Linked DNA regions of Mus musculus: region 1 is linked to region 2. A link is a contact called in public HiChIP or PLAC-seq data. All regions are on one chromosome and are shown on one strand. The core of a region is the stretch at or near the end of the contact, and the rest is flanking DNA. Distances in the headings are between cores, read along the strand shown. Region 1 has its middle 42 kb from the start of Fam136a. Region 2 holds the start of Tgfa (transforming growth factor alpha).

The links. HiChIP or PLAC-seq counts read pairs in DNA pulled down with a chosen protein or histone mark.
Region 1: an H3K27ac HiChIP or PLAC-seq map of embryonic stem cells shows a contact between it and region 2, with 2.6 times the contacts expected there. The contact joins the enhancer-like site here to the promoter of Tgfa in region 2. A contact is called at or near these places in 8 of 39 promoter capture datasets (the 3T3-L1 cell line, 3T3-L1-derived adipocytes, the C10 cell line and 4 more), 1 of 15 datasets of contacts at CTCF or cohesin (embryonic stem cells), 5 of 484 Hi-C or Micro-C datasets (the AML12 cell line, ECoMG myeloid progenitors, embryonic stem cells and 2 more), 15 of 115 datasets of contacts at active chromatin or transcription factors (embryonic forebrain, embryonic hindbrain, embryonic limb bud and 5 more) and 4 of 9 other capture datasets (adipose tissue, embryonic stem cells, liver and 1 more).

Annotation. Positions count from the first base shown.
Region 1 is chr6:86,322,167-86,324,866 of GRCm38.p6, reverse strand. No RefSeq gene overlaps it. Among named protein-coding and RNA genes, the nearest start is that of Fam136a, 42 kb to the left of the region's middle. Within about 2 kb of position 1,371, at least 36 of the 459 cell types and tissues checked have an H3K27ac peak or open chromatin away from gene starts, as enhancers often do. A contact at or near this core is called in embryonic stem cells, where this site is marked.
Region 2 is chr6:86,193,900-86,196,599 of GRCm38.p6, reverse strand. Tgfa (transforming growth factor alpha) reads right to left here and starts at 1,378. Exons shown (of 6, transcript NM_031199.5): 1 at 1,055-1,378. The coding sequence starts at 1,094.

The sequences.
Region 1 (2,700 bases), core at 122-2,621, 130 kb before region 2:
GGCCTGGGGCAAGGGCTGAGGCTGGGGCTGGGCATAGCAGGAAGAATGGGCTTGCTAGAATGTTTTCTTTACCTGTTCTCTTGTAGGGTTGGGACTTCTGCCCAGGTCTGGGCCACTTCCTCAGTTTCTTATCCCAGCAAGTCAGGCTGATTCATCCAATTTTGTTCATTCCTTGGGGCTATCATGTATTAGGTCTGGGCTTTTCTCCCAATTAGAATAATAGCACCCTGAGTTTGGCCAGTGTGAGACTTTTCTTTAATGAATGAAAAATGAGCTGGTGGTAACTGCGGAGGAGGCTTTGCCCACTCCTGCCTTTTCAAGCCCATTAGTGTTCCAGGGTTCTGAAAGCCAGTCATGTTGCTGAGATGTCTGAGTGCACGGATGTTGGCTCTGTTTAGGAATCCTTTCCTTTTGATTACGTGGGGTGGAAAACAAGCCCTTTTGATTAAACCCTTGTGGATATTAAATATTACCCTTGGCCTCTGGCAGAGAAGTCCACATTCAAGGAAGAGTACAGTCACCTGTAGTCCCTTGGTCAGTGTGGAATAGCCTGGGTAGGAGCCCTCTGCAGGGGACAAGAGGGCTCATGGGGCCCATTATGGAGCACGCCCCTATCCTGAGAACAGAGGCACTGCTTATTGGCATGTTTTCAGAGCACACTGCTTTCTACATATGAAATTTCACATATTCTCACCTTATGTGTGTTGGTGTGTGTGCGCGCGACGGTGCGCACACACACACACAGACACACACACACACACACACACACACACACACACACACACACACACACACATGCGCTCGTGTACATACACAAACGCATGCCCGCACTGTGGGACACTCGTGGAGGTCAGGATAACTTTGTAGTCACTTTCCTCCTTCCACCTTGCCATGGCTCCCAGGGACTGAGCTTGGGTTGTCAGGCTTGCTCAGCAAGTGCCCTCACTCCTGGAAGCACCTAGCCCTACCTTGTTTTTTTGTTTTTTTGTTTGTTTGTTTTGAGATAGGAGCTGTCACTGATCTGAAATTCTCCAGGGATCTATCCATCTCTGCTTCCCCAGTGCTGGGATTACAAGCGTGTCTTACCTCATCCATTTTTTTCTTTAAATGAAAAATTTTGTTTTAGACATGGATTCGGAGGAGTGATCTCAGATCTCACGTCTACACAGCAAACACTTTACTGGCTGAACCATTTCTCCAGCCCTACCCTTCTCATCTCCAAGTACCCAGAATTGGTCAACTGGACCTATTCTGAGTTGGTGTGTACTTGGACATTGAGGGCAATGTGTGTCGCCATAGCTAGATCGAGTTCCTGGGCTCAGTCTCCCAACTGAACCCACCATACTTTCCACTGGGCTGTGAAGGCCCTGGGGCTAGATCATGGTGTTGCCTCAGCCGGAAGCAAAGGTACCTTTATGTCCAGGTTTGGGAAGTCACCTTCCATACCTGCTCCACCGACTTTGCAAAGGAAAACCCCTGGTGGGAGGAAGTGGGGGTTGAATGAGAAACATGTGGGCAGTTTGAGGGTTTCGCTCCCTAGTTCAGTGAAACCCAGGCCTTCTGACAAATGCAGACCACGGGACTGTTTGACCTGAGAGTCATCAAGCAACCCAAGTTCCACCCTGTTCACAAAGCTGTGCGGCTGGGTAGGTGGGGAGACGTGCTCATTTGCATTCTCATTTACATGCTCATTTGCATGAGCTCTGCTGAGTCAGCCAGGGTCACAGGCATTTCTGATGTTCCCTCCATGTTGCTCTGGTAGGATCTAGACAAACTTGCCCTGCCCGCGTCTCAAATTCCTTGGCAAGAGGGTAATGGTGGCGCACGCCTTTAATCCCAGCACTCGGGAGGCTGAGGCAGGGGGATTTCTGAGTTCGAGGTCAGCCTAGTCTACAAAGTGAGTTCCAGGACAGCCAGGGCCATACAGAGAAACCCTGTCTCGTGGGGGGCGGGGGGGGGGGGGAGTTTTGTTTTGTTTTGTTTGTTTATTTATTTATTTATTTATTTATTTTTATTTTAATGTGTTTGTATCTGTATCTGTGTCTGTGTGTGGATTTCTGTATATATGTGGTGCCCACAGAAGCCAGAAGAGGGTATTGGATTTCCTGGAGCTGACACCATAGGCAGTTGAGAGTGGGGTGCTGGGAGCTGAATCTGGGCCCTCTGAGAGCAGCGCACACTCAACCCCCCACGTGGTCTCTTCAGCCCTAGGATTGTTTTTTGTTTTTGTTTTTTTTGTTTTTTTTGTTTTAAATCTGTTTTGTTTTTGCTTATCAATTCTTCTTCCTCCAACTTTGGCTTAGTTCATAACACATCCACTCTGTCTATTTTGAGAAACAGCATACAACCGGCTCTGTGTAGTAGGGTTCACATGCTGTCTTTGTGACTAAAAGAAAAGAAAAAGTAAAACCAATCAGAAGATGGTTTCCCAGATGGGGAACAGCCCGGTGCTGTGTTTGGTTTGCTTTCATGAGTTTCCAAAAGCAGGCAGGCAGTGGCAGATTTCTGTCTGCAGGAAGCTGCTGAAGCCTCTTGAAGAATCTGAAGAAAGCGTGAAGCAGAGGGAGGAGCTCCCCCCCCCCCCCCCCCACACACACAGTGTAGGCTGGTGTCTAGGCTGGTGTCTAGGCTGGTAGCAGCCCTGGCGGCCTCAGGTCTTGAGTGGAGGAGCCAGGAGCCTTCCTTTTCTCATTCACTGTA
Region 2 (2,700 bases), core at 129-2,628:
TCTATTGTCAATAGCGGGGGGTGGGGGGGGTGGGGGACGATTGCAAACATCTTACTTTCTAAGGCTTTAATTATTAATAGTTAATTAGAACCAGGTTCTCAGTTTCAAACTCGCTATATATGGCTGAGGGTAGTAGTATGATTCTATTGTTTCTACCTTCTGAGCACTGGGGTCACGAGCCCGGCGGGGAATCCTACCCAGGGTTTGGTGCCTGAAATACTCTGGCCACTGACTTACAGCTTCAGCCCTCTTACAGGGTTTTAAATGCTGAAAACATCAGACAGAAAGATTCACAAGGCGGCAGCAGTGACTGGGACACCCGGGTACTTCAGTCCACTCTGTCAAACAGACTCTGCACCAGGTAGCTGAGAGTAGCAACACACACTTGCGAGCTTCGAGCTTCGCAGCGGCCGTTCCTCCCACCACCCAGACACCAGGGGATTAGAGGGGGACGATTGTCCCCTCCCCCACTCGCGTTTATGTCCAAGAACCAACTCTGAGGAAACTGGTTATACTCAGGTGTTACTCCCGCCTCCTCTGACAGGGACACCAAGACTCCCATGTAAGCTCATTAACAGGACAATTAATCCGCACCAAAAAAAAAATTAAAAAATTAAAAGAAAATAAAATCACAAACCCACCCAACACCTAGGAGAGCTTCAAGTCGAAGGCTAAGGGTACGGATGCGCAACGCATGCTCCCGCCCCCAGGGACTCGAAAGGGGCTCAGGCCAGGGCCACCTAGGGGTCGCACTGGGACAACCTGCGCTTAGGCGGCTTTGAAGAAGCCCGGCTCGGCGACCAGCAGGTAGGCAGGAGGGCGTGGGCACCGGCGAGCCGACGACGCGCAGAGTAAAGTTCAGGCCGGATCTCACCTCCCGGCGGCCACCTCGCTAAGACTGTCCCCCACTTCACAGTTCTTGGTGACTCCCGGTGGCTCGCACGCTCCCACCCACTCCAAACACCCGCCTCTCTTCTGTTCTCCCAAGCGGACTCAAGAGAAACGCAGAGATCAGGCTGGAGCGGCCCGGGAACATCGGGTGTTGCCTACATACCCAGCGCTAGCAGAGCGAGCTGTCCGGTCGCGGGGACCATCTTCCGAGCGCAGGGTGCTGCAGCCACCGCGCTCCCTGCGGTTGGCGAGTAGCCGCGCGCCGCCGCGGTGTGCGCGGGGGAAAAAGGCGCAGGCGACAGGGCCGGCCCCCCGGCGCGCGGGCGGAGGGACGACCGCGCCTCCCGGTGGCACTGGCCGGCGCGCTGCCCGCGGCGGAAACGGGAAAGAGGTGGAGGTTCCCGCCACCTCTCTGCCTTAGGCGACCGGGGAGAGGCGGACCACCCTCCCGCGATGGGGCGCCCCCGAAGGCGCAGGGGTGGGGACTGGAAGCCGGGGGCGGGGACCTGCGCCCCGATCGCGACAGCCAGTCACCACCCTGGGCCAAGGGCCAGGCAGGAAGCGCCTGGCTTCAGACACCTCCCTGCAGTGCTTGCGCCCAGGGTCGCCGCCCGAGTCCCCTGCGTAGTAGCCGCGTCCAGGCTGTAGGCGGCGGAGCGGAGTCGCTCAGGATCCAGTCACCTGTGCTAGGGGCTTCTCCAAGACACGCTTGAGCAGGAGACTGGAGACCCAGGAGCTTGGCCAGTTACCTGGCAAGGTCTGACTCAAGAAAAGCGCTCTCTTCATAGTCAGCCAAACACTCATTAAAGTCGAATTTCCACCTGTGTCCCCATCCTTGCTGGCCCCACTCTGAGTCTCCAGATACATTGTGAAGATCAGGGAATCTCTGTGTACCATGAACTTAATCTCGCATCAACCCTACTGTTCCACTGCTTCGGGGAAGCAGGAGCCGGAACAAGAGCTGGCTTTGTTACAATTAAGTGCAGAACTAAGGAGAAGCTGGTGGTGGGGGTCAGCTAGATGGCCCATTCAGGGGTTGTGTCTTTGAGATGGCCCCTGAATATGAACTATGAGAGGGAAACACAAGAAGGGAAGACTTCTTTTGGATAGAGAATGAATGGCCTGTGGGAGTTTGGGGATGTGTGTGTGTGCACATCCATAGGGGACAGTAACTCCAGAGAGACCACGACTAGGCATAGAGTAATCAGACTGACCCCTCTCCTGCTTCCTGCTGCCTAGCTGCTCGAGAGAAGACCCACTCTCCTAGCAGGTGGGGCGTTGGTCGGGTGTGTTGGACTTGGGATTCTCTTGCTGTCTCTTTAGCTGGATGCTCAAAGTTTCAGAGTTGAAAATTCCAGTTTATTGTAAGAACAAAGGACCTCGTCGATTCCAAAAGAAGGCCCAAGCGATTGGCCCTAATGTGTGGGTACTGTGTTAATTAACCAGCTTTCTGTTGCTGAGACAAAATGCACGCGGTAAGCAACTTAAAAGGAGATTTGGTTTTCTGTTCTAGTTCATGCTCCCTTGGCCAGTCTTGTAGCTTTGGGTCTGTGAAGGGGAAGGACACAATAGTGGGGAGCATGCGTCTCAGCTCAAAAGCAGGGGAGTGGGTCCCAATATCCCCTCCAAGGGTACACTCCCAGTGTTCTAACTTCCTCCAATAGGGCCCCACCTACTGAAGTCTCCACCATCTCTCTCTAGCGCCACCCACTGGGGGCCCAACCAAGCAGCAAAATGAGCTTTTAGGGGAGGAAAAAAAAACCCCTCCCAAACCAAAAAAACCAAACAAGCCAAACAACAACAAACAAC